4 separate regions of the Mus musculus genome follow, and all the other regions are linked to region 1. A link is a contact called in public Hi-C and HiChIP or PLAC-seq data. All regions are on one chromosome and are shown on one strand. Each heading gives the region's core, a stretch centred on a gene start, on an enhancer-like site or on the middle of the called end of the contact. The rest is flanking DNA. Distances are from core to core; before and after follow the strand shown. Region 1 has its middle 250 kb from the start of Pvt1. Region 2 has its middle 210 kb from the start of Gm41333. Region 3 holds the start of Pvt1 (Pvt1 oncogene). Region 4 has its middle 170 kb from the start of Gm41333.

The links. A called contact is a pair of places that touch in the nucleus more often than the background predicts. HiChIP or PLAC-seq counts read pairs in DNA pulled down with a chosen protein or histone mark.
Region 2: a Hi-C map of the N1E-115 cell line shows a contact between it and region 1, with 4 times the contacts expected there. The contact joins two enhancer-like sites. A contact is called at or near these places in 5 of 484 Hi-C or Micro-C datasets (B cells, the N1E-115 cell line, adipose-derived mesenchymal stem cells and 1 more) and 1 of 115 datasets of contacts at active chromatin or transcription factors (Th17 cells).
Region 3: a contact with region 1 is called in an H3K27ac HiChIP or PLAC-seq map of embryonic fibroblasts, with 14 read pairs. The contact joins the promoter of Pvt1 here to the enhancer-like site in region 1. A contact is called at or near these places in 1 of 15 datasets of contacts at CTCF or cohesin (the NIH/3T3 cell line), 7 of 484 Hi-C or Micro-C datasets (the N1E-115 cell line, adipose-derived mesenchymal stem cells, bone marrow-derived macrophages and 4 more) and 4 of 115 datasets of contacts at active chromatin or transcription factors (the NIH/3T3 cell line, the SCID.adh cell line, embryonic fibroblasts and 1 more).
Region 4: a contact with region 1 is called in a FOXA1 HiChIP or PLAC-seq map of pancreatic cancer cells. The contact joins two enhancer-like sites. A contact is called at or near these places in 1 of 15 datasets of contacts at CTCF or cohesin (the NIH/3T3 cell line), 3 of 484 Hi-C or Micro-C datasets (the N1E-115 cell line and nephron progenitors) and 1 of 115 datasets of contacts at active chromatin or transcription factors (pancreatic cancer cells).

Annotation. Positions count from the first base shown.
Region 1 is chr15:62,286,133-62,288,890 of GRCm38.p6, reverse strand. No RefSeq gene overlaps it. Among named protein-coding and RNA genes, the nearest start is that of Pvt1, 250 kb to the right of the region's middle. Within about 2 kb of position 1,395, at least 75 of the 459 cell types and tissues checked have an H3K27ac peak or open chromatin away from gene starts, as enhancers often do. A contact at or near this core is called in the N1E-115 cell line, the NIH/3T3 cell line, bone marrow-derived macrophages and 5 more, where this site is marked.
Region 2 is chr15:62,461,366-62,464,370 of GRCm38.p6, reverse strand. No RefSeq gene overlaps it. Among named protein-coding and RNA genes, the nearest start is that of Gm41333, 210 kb to the left of the region's middle. Within about 2 kb of position 1,495, at least 64 of the 459 cell types and tissues checked have an H3K27ac peak or open chromatin away from gene starts, as enhancers often do. A contact at or near this core is called in the N1E-115 cell line and uterus, where this site is marked.
Region 3 is chr15:62,036,713-62,039,659 of GRCm38.p6, reverse strand. Pvt1 (Pvt1 oncogene) reads right to left here and starts at 1,674. Exons shown (of 5, transcript NR_132747.1): 1 at 1,459-1,674.
Region 4 is chr15:62,499,756-62,502,623 of GRCm38.p6, reverse strand. No RefSeq gene overlaps it. Among named protein-coding and RNA genes, the nearest start is that of Gm41333, 170 kb to the left of the region's middle. Within about 2 kb of position 1,418, at least 61 of the 459 cell types and tissues checked have an H3K27ac peak or open chromatin away from gene starts, as enhancers often do. A contact at or near this core is called in the NIH/3T3 cell line and pancreatic cancer cells, where this site is marked.

The DNA of each region.
Region 1 (2,758 bases), core at 146-2,645:
ATGTAATTTGGTGATAGACTGCTTGACTAACATGTACTAGGTCTTAGATTCAACATATGAAGAATAGAGAAAGGGGCACAAAAACAAAAATAAATAAAATTAAAAATTAAAAAAAAAAGAAAGAAAGACAGAGGGAGACAGGAAGATAAAGGAAGGGAAAAGCCAAATCATGAACCAAGTCTCTTCTTTCAAAACTGAAAGTGGAATAAAAACAGGTTTCCTCGTTCAACATTAACTCAAAGAAGCAAACTATAATTCCTAGAAAATAATCACTAGAAAACCACCAAAGAAATATAAGCACGAGGCGGAGTAAGATATTAAATGCTGAAAAGTTCCTGACAAATGAGAACACAGAAAGTGAGTGCCTGAGATGAATGGCAGAGCATGGAGCCATATGGCTAACCCGAATCTAACCAAACCAACAATTACATTCTCTGAACCCACTAAAGATTCCAAGCAAAGGGCACCCAAGGAATGACTGTATCCTTCATATAAGACACGTACTTGATACTAAGATACAAACTGAGAAAAGATGAATGAATACAAAAGTTATCATGCTAGTAAGCAGAAGCAAGCATGAATGTCTCCATTACTATTTAGCAAAATACATATCAAGGGAGCTAGAGACACAGCTCAAGAGTTAAGTCTGTTTCCTGCTCCGGAAGAGGATCCATGATCAGTTCCCAGCACTCAGAGGGTGGCTGACAACCACCCATCGGCATGAGCAAGGAATTCACGTACATACTTGAAGGCCAAAATCTCAGACACTTTAAATGAAGTAAAAAAAAAAGATCTTAATTTTTTAAAAAAATAAACATCAACACTACCAGATACATTGACAGAACTTGATGATCAGAGAAAGGGAGAGAGGGAAAGGGAAAGAAAGGAGTGGAGAAAGGCTTATTTTAAAGCTGATTTCATGTCATTATAGTTGTCTAATATAGAAAACTATACTATGCAAAACCCCATGCTTCCTTCTCTAAATTAGCACATGCAAAGCATACATTTTACCAACATACATCTGTACTAATTTTATTAGTGTACTTTATGTCTCCCATCAGAGCAGAATTCTAAAAATAGGAGGATCTATTTTTATTGTATTTTTGTGTACTTCCAGTTCCCAATATCTAGCAGAGGACTAATATATTCTAAGTACTCAAAAAAGAAATACAGTTTGAAAGAGACATGCTTGAGTAGTACACCCATGAGCACAAGTGCTAGCAGAGAGCTGGTGACTGCATGCAGGTTCCTGAAGGCGAATCCCGCATTCTTTCCCTCTGCTCCCACATTGGAGGAAACACATCCGCCAATGGCTGTGAAACCCAGTCCCTAGCTCAGAGCCCATTCTCATGGCAGTCATAATAAAACAAGCATTTGGATGGATGAGACAGGAAATGACCAATAGCCACAGCTCAGAATGACACAGCTTTAGCTGGCAGGGGGAGGGAGGAAGGTCCTCTGGAGGGTTGAGTTTAAGGAGCCACAGGAATGTGAAGCAGGAACATTTTTAATGATTTTTCAAATGCGGTGATACAGTGTGCCTTCTAGTTATTCTCTGCTAAACTGAACAGTCACCCTACAAATTTCAACCACCATTTAGTCAGCATGATTTCTCCTTGCCTCCAAGACTCCTCTGGGGAAAGTGGTAAGTCAAACTCAACAGATGGGAGAATTAGAATGTCTCATCTCTAGAGGGAAACAGAGCCTTCAAGTGACTCATAAATACTCTAGATCCTCTGCCCAGAAAAAAAAAAAAAAAAAAAAAAAAAAAAAGCCTTTCCACAGGATGTTTTTCATGACCTTTTGATACAGCTGAGTGACTACTGTGAATAGGTCCTCGTAACAAGTGGGCTCAAGCAACGGGATGCATTTTGTAGATCCTAGCATACAGAAACGAAAACATCTCATCTAAGCATTCAAGACACAGTTGCACACAGACTCTGCCTCTGTATTATGTCTAATGTCATTTTCACTGTCTCCTAAGTAGCTTGCTTTACATATAAGCAGACAAAAGTATTTGCAGCCATCGCTGTTGAGTAAGGTATGTGGCTCAGCTGGTTAGTATCCAGCTCGGGGAGGAAATGCATGAGTAAAAAGTAATGAGATTAGGGTCTGTGCACGAGAGGAATGCTGGCTTCAATCTTGACCCTCTCCTTGCATGTGTGGTTGTGAATGCATTACGGAACAGTCCTGAACTTCTGTTTTTTATTAGTCTGGGAAGTGGAAATTAAACTACCTGCCTCGTGAGGCTTTTGTCGAAAACCAAATAAGATAATTTGGCAGAGCATTCACTGCTCTGGGCAGTAGCAGTATGATTGTTATGGTTTTAAAGCAACACTTAACACACATACATACAGGTATTCTGTAAGGCACAAAGGTAGAAAGGAGACTATGGAGATGCCCTGAAGGGGAGGGAAAGGAAGTAGGAGACGCACTAAGAGAGGATAATAAAATATATGTGATGTACAGAGAGACAGGTGAGACCAGTGGGGGGTGGTCAACAAATGGTGATATATGCAAACGTGTTACAAAGAAAATCATTTACCTTTTATGATAAGCTAATTTTTCCAATTTTCACACTTTCAAACCTTGGAGGATAACATATTTCGAGTCAAGGCAGTGATACTGGACTATGGATCTAAACTTTCAGCATGTCAAACATACTATTTCCATATGGAGCTTTGGGCTGAAAAGCCATTCTGCACAAGCCAATCTCACATTATGATGTAGAGATGGGTGTTTCCTTGCAGAGCAGATG
Region 2 (3,005 bases), core at 246-2,745, 180 kb before region 1:
TCAATAAATGGTAACAACTTTTAAAAAGCACATGCCTCTTACTCCTCTCAAATCTGGGGTTGAATGAACTATTGTGGTGTGTGCTGAGCTCAGATGGTCTGGGTACATTAGCTTCTGATGCATCATGATGCCAACTGGAAACTGGGGCATCTAGGGCATCTCAGTTAGAATGACTAGGTGGGGAGGGGGTCTATATGTCTTTTCAATAATGATGGAATCCCCTGAAGAAAAATGGATTAATAAGAGAGCACTTAATTTGTTTAATAGCACCAAGAGATATCCTGAGAAAACCACTCTGGCAGACAGGTCCATGTGAATACAGAGGAGAAAAAAAAAAAAAAAAAAGATGTGTGTCCTGATCCCTCTTGTGTGTTCTGTAGCATTTATACAACCCTTCTTGGGGTAACTTGGTGATATGTATTAAAATGCAACCTGAATGGGGATAAAGCTCGGGTAGTCGAGCATTCGCCTAGCATACATAAAGCCCGAATAAGAAAGCATAAATTGCGTATAGTGGCACAGACTTGTAATTCCTGCATTGAGAAGTACAGACAGGAGGGTCAGGGATTCAAGGTCATCCTCAGCCACAATGTACGTTTAATGCCAACCTGGAGTACACGAGACCCTGTCTTAAAGCTAAAGGGAAACATGACAGGAAAGAGGAAGGTCACGTGACTGGAGAAATGGCTCAGTGGTTAAGGGTGCTGAACCTGTGTTCAGTTCCCAGCACCCACGTAGGGAAGCTCACAAAGTCTTGTACCTCCAGTTCCAGAAGACCTAACACCCTCTCCTTGTCTCCATAGACACATGAACACACACACAGAGAAAGAGAGAGAAACATACATACAAATAAATGATAAATCATTTTAAAAGGACGTGGACAGAGATGGCGATATCCAAGGTAGGCGGCTTCCTTATTCCCCTCTTCCAGCCTTGTCCTGTGCCCATCCAAGGGCCACCTGGCAGCTGAGAAGGAGCCACAAGTCGTAAGTGTACCCTACTTCGTAGACGCAGGTGAGAAGAAAATATGGATCTTTTAAACACTGAGTCAAATCCAGAGAGATGGAGCCAACTGCAGCTTGGGCTGACCGCAGCCTCTCACCTAGATGGAAATTAGAGGTGAACATAAAGGCAGAGGCAGCCTCTCCAGCAAGAAAAACAGACAGAGAAAACTTGCTGAGCATCAAGGACAGATCGTATCCAAACCATTAAGTGGGCAGGTAATACGATGTTCAAACATAACTGGATTTCTTAGCTTCAATCACTGCAATCTCTCTAGGGTGGGAAAAAAAAAAAAAAAAGAGCCTGTGTTTTTTTCCTTATCTGTTCCCATGTCTGGGTTGTCAGAGTTAGCAGTGAGCTCTGCAGCCTGGAATATGTTCTCCATTGTGCTCTTTCTGTGAAGAAAATTACAATGTGAAAAGGAAGGGGGTGGAGAGGAACATTACATTCTAAACAGTCTCGGGGAGATAATTGCAAAGTCTCCTTGGCGCTCTCCTCCTTCCCCCTCCCTCCCTGCCTCCTCCAACTGTTCTTCTGCCTCTAGGCCCTGGCACTAGGCCTGCCTTACAACTGTGACTGCAGATAGACCAGGATGCTGGGTCAGCTGGGGCTTCCCCACAGTGAGTGGGCCAGCTGCTTTCTATCTTCCCTGGGCAGCGTGGCATCCACACATTACTGCCAATGAGGGTCACTCAGAGACTTTTGTAAGAGGAAGGATGGTCAGTAAATGTTCTTTTTCTCGGTTTTCTCGGTCGTTTGGGTTATTTATCCTCGGCAGGGCATGATTTGATTCAAATGTGATAATTTCAGGATCTCCGGAGCCACATTCATCACTGTAGATCAAGTCTCCCCTACAGGGTTCAAACGCTGCTCAAGCACTGGGATTCCCAGTTTCATTTAGGACCCTTAAGCATCCTAGGAGGTGTTCTAATCTTGATCTCCATGTGAGAGACTGGACACTGAATCTTTGTGAGTTCAAGTTACTATCTGTTAGTTTGCTTTCTGTTACTGAGATGGAACACCATAACCAAAAAACATCTTAGGGTAGGAAAAGGTTTATCTAATCTTAGAGTTTACAGTCTCATGAAAGGAAGTTGGGGCAAGAACTCAAGACAGGAACCTAGAAGCAAGAATTGAAGCACGGGTCTTAGAGGAATGAATGATGTTTATTGGCTTACTCCTCATGGCTTGCCAAGACTGCTTTCTTGTACCACTCACGACCACATATCTGGGGTTAGCACTGCCCACAGTTGGTTGGACCCTCCCACACCAATCATTAATCAAGAAAACGCCCCACAGACTTGCCTACAGGTCAATCTGAGGGAAGCATTTTCTCAATTGAGGTTCCTCTTCATAGTCAATTCTAATTTGTGTCCAGCGAAGCAGCACAAGTTCCACACTCGAGTTCACAGGCTATTAAGTGATGGATCCAAGGTCTTGGGCCAGATCTTGCTCATTTCTGCCCTAATGCACCTGTTTTCTAGAACTGATGACGGTGGTAGGAGTCCTCAATGTCTTTGGATACTCATACCAAGAGAGAAAAGTTGACTAAGCTATTTTTAGAAGAGAACTGGTCTCCTGATGAATGAGATGCTCTAAGGAAGTGGAAATGATCCATGCCCGAGAGCATCCATGAAGACCTTTGCATTTCAAACATGGTGGGAACAAAGCCTGCCAAGCCACTAACAGGTGCTAGAACCCCTACTTATTATGATTATCCCCTCCTCCCCTGTACACAGCTTGGAAGAAACCACAACAAAGAAAAGGGGAGGAGTAGAGGTAGGGAAGAGAAAAAAAAAGAAGAAAGGGGCTGGGGAGGTAGCTCAGCCACTGAAAGCATCAGAAACTGACTTCAGTCTCTACGGTTTGGATATGAAGCTGGGCGTGGTGGCCCAGGCTTATAGTCCTGTAGAAGAATAGACAATAGCATACTTGGGGCTCATTTCGGGACAGTATAACCTAAACAGTGACTTCCCTAGTCCTAGTGAGAGGCCTTGTCTCAA
Region 3 (2,947 bases), core at 425-2,924, 250 kb after region 1:
TATGCAAAATCCTGCACTCAATAGGTAAAGCAGCAAGAAACAGCCACCCTTAACCAGGCAAAACAACAAGGCAGTCCCATACAGTCACTCCCTAACAGAGTGGGGTGGGGGTCCCAGCACAATAGCCCACAATGTCTTAAACCAGCCTTAATGTCTCACCAGATCCATCATGAACCTAGTTGAGTTCAAATAACCGTAAGGCACATCCTCACCTCCGAGATGTAACTAGCACACATCCAAGCACTGAGAGCAGGCCACCACGAGGTTTTTCCCAGTCATGGAGTCCATGTGACGTTTCTGATTTCCTGACAGCTTTGCTCCTTCTAAATCTTTTAAGAAGTCCCACTTGGAGCTCCAAGGATAGAAACACAAACGCTTTCCCACTGGCTAGAGCTTTAAGAAGGACTAGCTATGACCATAGGACTGTGCAAGTGAACAAGCCCAAACTTGTCACTGCCCATATGCAAAACAGGCCTGCAACATCCTACCACATGCACTTCAACAGAGACCTGCATCCTTAGCCCTCCCCAACACACAGACACACAGACAGACAAACAGACAGACAGACAGGCAAGCAGGCAGGCACACACACACACACACACACACACACACACACACACACACACATTTGGCTTTCTCTAGGTCAAATGACAACAACCCCTTAAAAACACAAGAGCAGAAAGGAAACAAAAACCTCACTTCTCCCTATACTCTCTTAAGTGATTTCTCTCCTTAAGCTTCTAGAACGTTCTGGAGAGCTCAAAAGGACAGATTATCACCCACTAGTAAACTAGTAAGAAAATCCATGATGTGTCTACACATAGGCACATGTAGCTTCATGGCTGCGCTTCCTGGAAGTCTGCACAGTTCTCCCACACCACTCATAGGTACAGCAGAAAATACTAGCCAAGAAAGGGCCAATCTAGTTAAAGCAACAAGCTATCCAAAAAGAATTAGCAAGGATGAAGGCGTGGGGGCCTTCCACGAACACAGGAACGCAATACAAAAGCACAGAAAGTTTCCTGACACAGGGAGTTTTAGGAGATCACCTTCTTTCTGCCCCGAGGGGGTGTCTCGGAGGAGGGCTGGCCAAGGATGGAGGGAGCATCACTAGACTAGACTCAGACTTCCAGTTTCGTAAATGAGGCCTCCAAACCACATCAGCGGCCCCAAATCTGCGCTGATTGCAGGGGGCGTCTCTCTCTTTTAGACCTGAGGAAATGGGCTCTTGATCAAGTGCATAAATCCAGAATTACCTCTATGTAGAGGCCATCCTGGGAAATCTCCCTCGCACCCACACTTCTCACCCACACCCAAACTCTCTGGCAATCTCGAGTCTAGTGATGAGGAAAAGTGCAAGGTTAACACGCGCTCGTGGGAATGCAAAAGCCACTTTCCTCTATCCAGACTCTGCATCCCTGGGCTCCAGAGTTTCCAGGGGATAAACTTGGAACTTACAAGAGGGTGGATCCAGCCGTGACTCCGAGGTCACCGGGGCTGCCAACATCCTTTCCACGCGGATATCCACTCGGGGGGCTCTGGGAATGCTAAGTTCGTAGCTTCTCTTCATCCTGGCCTTGCCGAGCCCGCTTGACCAGTGGGTCCATGTGCTCGGCGGCCACACGCGCTCTGCCTGGTAGAGCGCGGGGCTGGCGGGTGGCCCGTGACGTCACGGCGGCTCGCTCCCGGCCGCGGGGGAGGGGGAGAAGCGCGCGCCACCGGGCAGGCCGCGTGTGTCCCCGATCTCCTGGTGTCTGGAGGTTTCTGACCTGAGGGATCCAGCTCGCCCCTCTGCCTGCTGCCCTAGGCAATGAAGGGGCATCAAGCCTGAGAGGAGAACCGCATGGAGGTGGCGTGCCACTGAGGCTGCTTAATGCCCAGATGGCCCTAGTAGAGAGCACACTCTGTCAGTCCTGGGCTGGGAGGTTCTAGCTGCACTCAAACCTAGGTCCTACATAGGTCCCACACAGCCTGGGGCTATGCCCAGGCGAGGTCAACTAGCTTTCCCACCTCCCCTCCCCACCCTCCCCTCCCCCACACTATTCCTTTTTAAGGTAGACATCCCATCCCCCTTCACCTTGAAGCTTAGCAGTCTTCCCACTTTTCGGATAGGGAAGGAGACTCCAGTGAATTAAAAGGACCAAACTGCTCAGAAAATAGGTCAGTAGTTCCTACAGAAGACCCCCCCGAATCTGTTCTATTTCAGAACTCTCATCTGAGAGCAGTCCTGGGTACCATCCATCATCTGTGGTTCTGGAGAGAAGGACGTACTAAGCAAACTCTAGCTGAGAGAGGACCACCTGTCTGCAGCATCCTCCATTCTTGGTCCGTACAGGGTATTACACTAACCTCTCAAATGTGCAAAAGCCTCTGCAAAGAACGAAGGCTGGTGTGAAAGGCACGCGTATACCACGATATTCTTTTCGCTGTATTCAATCCAGCACCGAACAGGTGCACGTCTCTAGTACCATTTAGTCAAGCGCGGCAACGTGCTACAACCAGAAAGGGGAATGAAAGATGAGGTAGACTCAGATCCTAGAGGGAAACCGGAGTCCTGTGGAAAGCGGGTTGCATAACTAGGTGATACCAGGATCGCGGAAAGTAACGCGGGTCCACTCTTCTCTCAGCACACTATACCTCACTTTATTTCAATCTCTCAGAGAGTCTTTATCTCCTCCCTCCCTCTACGTTCCCCCTTCAATGTCTTCACTTTCATTACTTCTTAGCCACATGAAGATGTCTCTGTTGAAGAGAAAATTTACCATACTCGTGTGTGCCAGTGCGATATGCACGGATAATCGCGCTGTGTGTGGTTGGTTTCCACCCTGAGAGTGACCGAACAGATCTTCCGATTATCTCCTTCAGATTATCTCCTTCTTGTGCTAGAGAGTGAAGAGGGTTCTGAATTCTATGTCTGTATGTGCTTTCGATGTGTCAGACATTTCCC
Region 4 (2,868 bases), core at 169-2,668, 210 kb before region 1:
CACTAAGTAAATGAATGTATGAATGAATAACATGGAGAAAGAAAGGAAGAGAAAACCCATTTACTGAATAATATATATGAGAGGCATGAGAATTGAACTCTTTTCACCAAGCTCACACAGTCAAGGCTGAATCCACAATGAGACAATGTTTTGAAATAAGGACTTTCAGGAGGTAATTAAGTTTGAGCAAAGTCAACTGGGTCCTGATCTAAGTGAACTACTACTCTTATGCCAAACACCAGAGGAAAGACAATAAGAAAACAAAAGAAGGGCATTGTCTACCCATTAAAAAAAAAAATCCTATAGACACCTTATCTTGAAGATCAAGTTTCAAAAATTGTAAAATAATACATTTTCAAGTTTATGCTAACATATTTATAGAGTTTTATTACACCAGACCTGCACTAACAAAGTGTATGATAGAAATCTTTAGCTGCATAACATGGTCATAGAAAGTGATAGGGGAAAAAAAAGAGAGGTTCATATCAAGATGTCTGCTCAGCAGAAAACCTAAGGACTGGAACATAGGAACCCCATAGTCCCCAGCTGTTCCGTCATCAGAGTTCTTCTAGCACGCAGAGTGAAACTCACACTCGTGGGCTATTTCCACCTAGATCCTGCGGGCTACATATATATTAAAACCAAAGGGTCCCTTTATAGCTGGACTCTGACCAGAATCATTATTCTGTGTTTTATCACCTGCCTAGCAGAGACCCAAGAAATAATGTTCTATGGCTTGTGGCTCAATGGACTCCTCTTGCTTTCCTCATGGCCTTCTCTAGGGATAGCACTCCCTTCACAGCGTGATAAGCTTCTTCTATTTCTTCTCATCCTCCATCAACATTTCCCCCCAAAAAATGTCTCTTGCTCTATTTAACTCTATCTTAGCTCTGCATGAGCTATTCTGAGCGAGCTGAATATAGGGGCTTTGTATAGAAGCTTCCTATTGGGGCTTCTTTTATAATCATCACCTGGATATATTGTCCTAGCAACCTGAAGAGGAAATGTTTTATTCCCATGTTCTAGAACAAGAAAGTAACATGATGGAGAAGAGGGGCTTGTGCCAACATACAACAGCTGGTAATGATGAAGCCACATCCTGTCTTCTAAAGCAAAGCATCCATTTTTGTGCCTGCCTCCAGTACTTAGGAAGACTTCATTCCCCTACCCCTCCAAGCCCTTCTGCCCCTGCTTGTAAGCAGTTCTTTTGAACCTAATGGGGCTCTCATCAGGTTTCTGAAGTCACCTCTGGAGAGGAGGCTGTCAAAGTTTCAACATAAAACCTGAAACATGATCTTTATGGGGAGAAATGAGAAACCTGTTAAGGAAGCTGGGGGGGAGGGGGTACGGTGTAGATGAGCAAGGTGTCCTGCAAGTGGACCCAGCAGGCCAGTCATAACTCAGGAATGCATCGCCTCATTTATCCCCTGACCAGGAGTCCACCGGGAGCTATTGCATAAGATGAGAGCATGGTCACTAGTTACCATGTGACTAGCAATCATAGATGCATGACAAAGCAGAGAGGAATGCAGCATTTGGCACACCGTTTAGAGGACAATAAACAGGTCCTAGTGAACTTGTGCATGCTCAAAAAGCACCCAGCAACTTGGTTAAAATGGGCAAGTCTAGACTATATCTCCTCCCTGTTAGCATGCTTGCTTCTACCCCTGAAAGGTCAAAGAAGGAACTCACTCATTAGTTTTCACTGCTTTAGGACTTAACATACTATTGCTAGAAGAAGCAAGTTAAAATCAAGTCACAAAGAATTTATTTGATCACCTATTGTGCTGTCATGCTGGGTACCAAATACACGATTGAAGTAAGACTTAAGCCTTAGGAAGCTTCACTATCTGAAGATAAACAGTCTCATTAGTAGTGACTAGTGTTTGGCAGGTTAAGGACAAAGGTTCTAGAAGGATCATATCCCAGTAATAATTACTATAGTTGTTGACCTATGAACCTAAGCACTTCCTAGCCTCTCTCAGGTCTTTTGTCTTCTGCCTCCTTCCAAGCCTACTTTCATTCTTATATTGTACTGGCGGAGCACTAACAAAGTCTTTGTCATCTCCTTGATCTAAGCACATACACCCTCATCATGTTTACATTCCCATCTCTAACTGGTTTCCAATGCATGGTCTTTACTGACAGTAAGTGTTCTAAAATAAACCATAATGTAGTAGAATGTACTACTATGACTGAGTAAAATCTTAGCTGGTTTTCTTTCTTTTCCTTTTTTAATGTTTTTAAGAGTCTTACATAACACATGTTGGTGTCAAATTCACTGTGCAACAGAGGTGATACTCAAACTCCTGATCCTCTTGCCTTTATCTTCCAGGTGCTAGAATTCTACGTGTGTGCTTACTGTGCTTAGCTAATTAAAAGCCCCCATTATCCTGACTGTACAGGTAAGGAAAGTAGACATATACAGACTTCTTACATTACTCAGCATCATGCTCCAAGAAGTCCAAACTTTAGGTCATTTCACTCCTAATGGAACCCAGAAAACAATGACTGAAGGTATGACTGTACAAGGCCAGACTATAGACTGGAAAATGTGCCTCTTTAGCAGTAGGATTATTTTGAGCTTGTTATTTTAAAGCATATAGACATGAGAGTAGTTCTTTAAAAAGTAGCTGCCTTCTTATAAGAAGAGCCACATCTATAGAGGAAGTTAACTTTGAGAGAGACTCCCTCTTACCAGGAAAAAAAAAAGACCCATTAAATAAATCACTGAAGAATGAGAAATTGGAAAAGGCATGGAGTGTGAGCTGCAGAGCACAACTAAGCTTTGTTTGAGGGGCTTTTCCTACCCATCTTGCTATGAAGAACTTTGCTTTTTTTCCAGAAGGTGCTAATATTTAAGTCTGA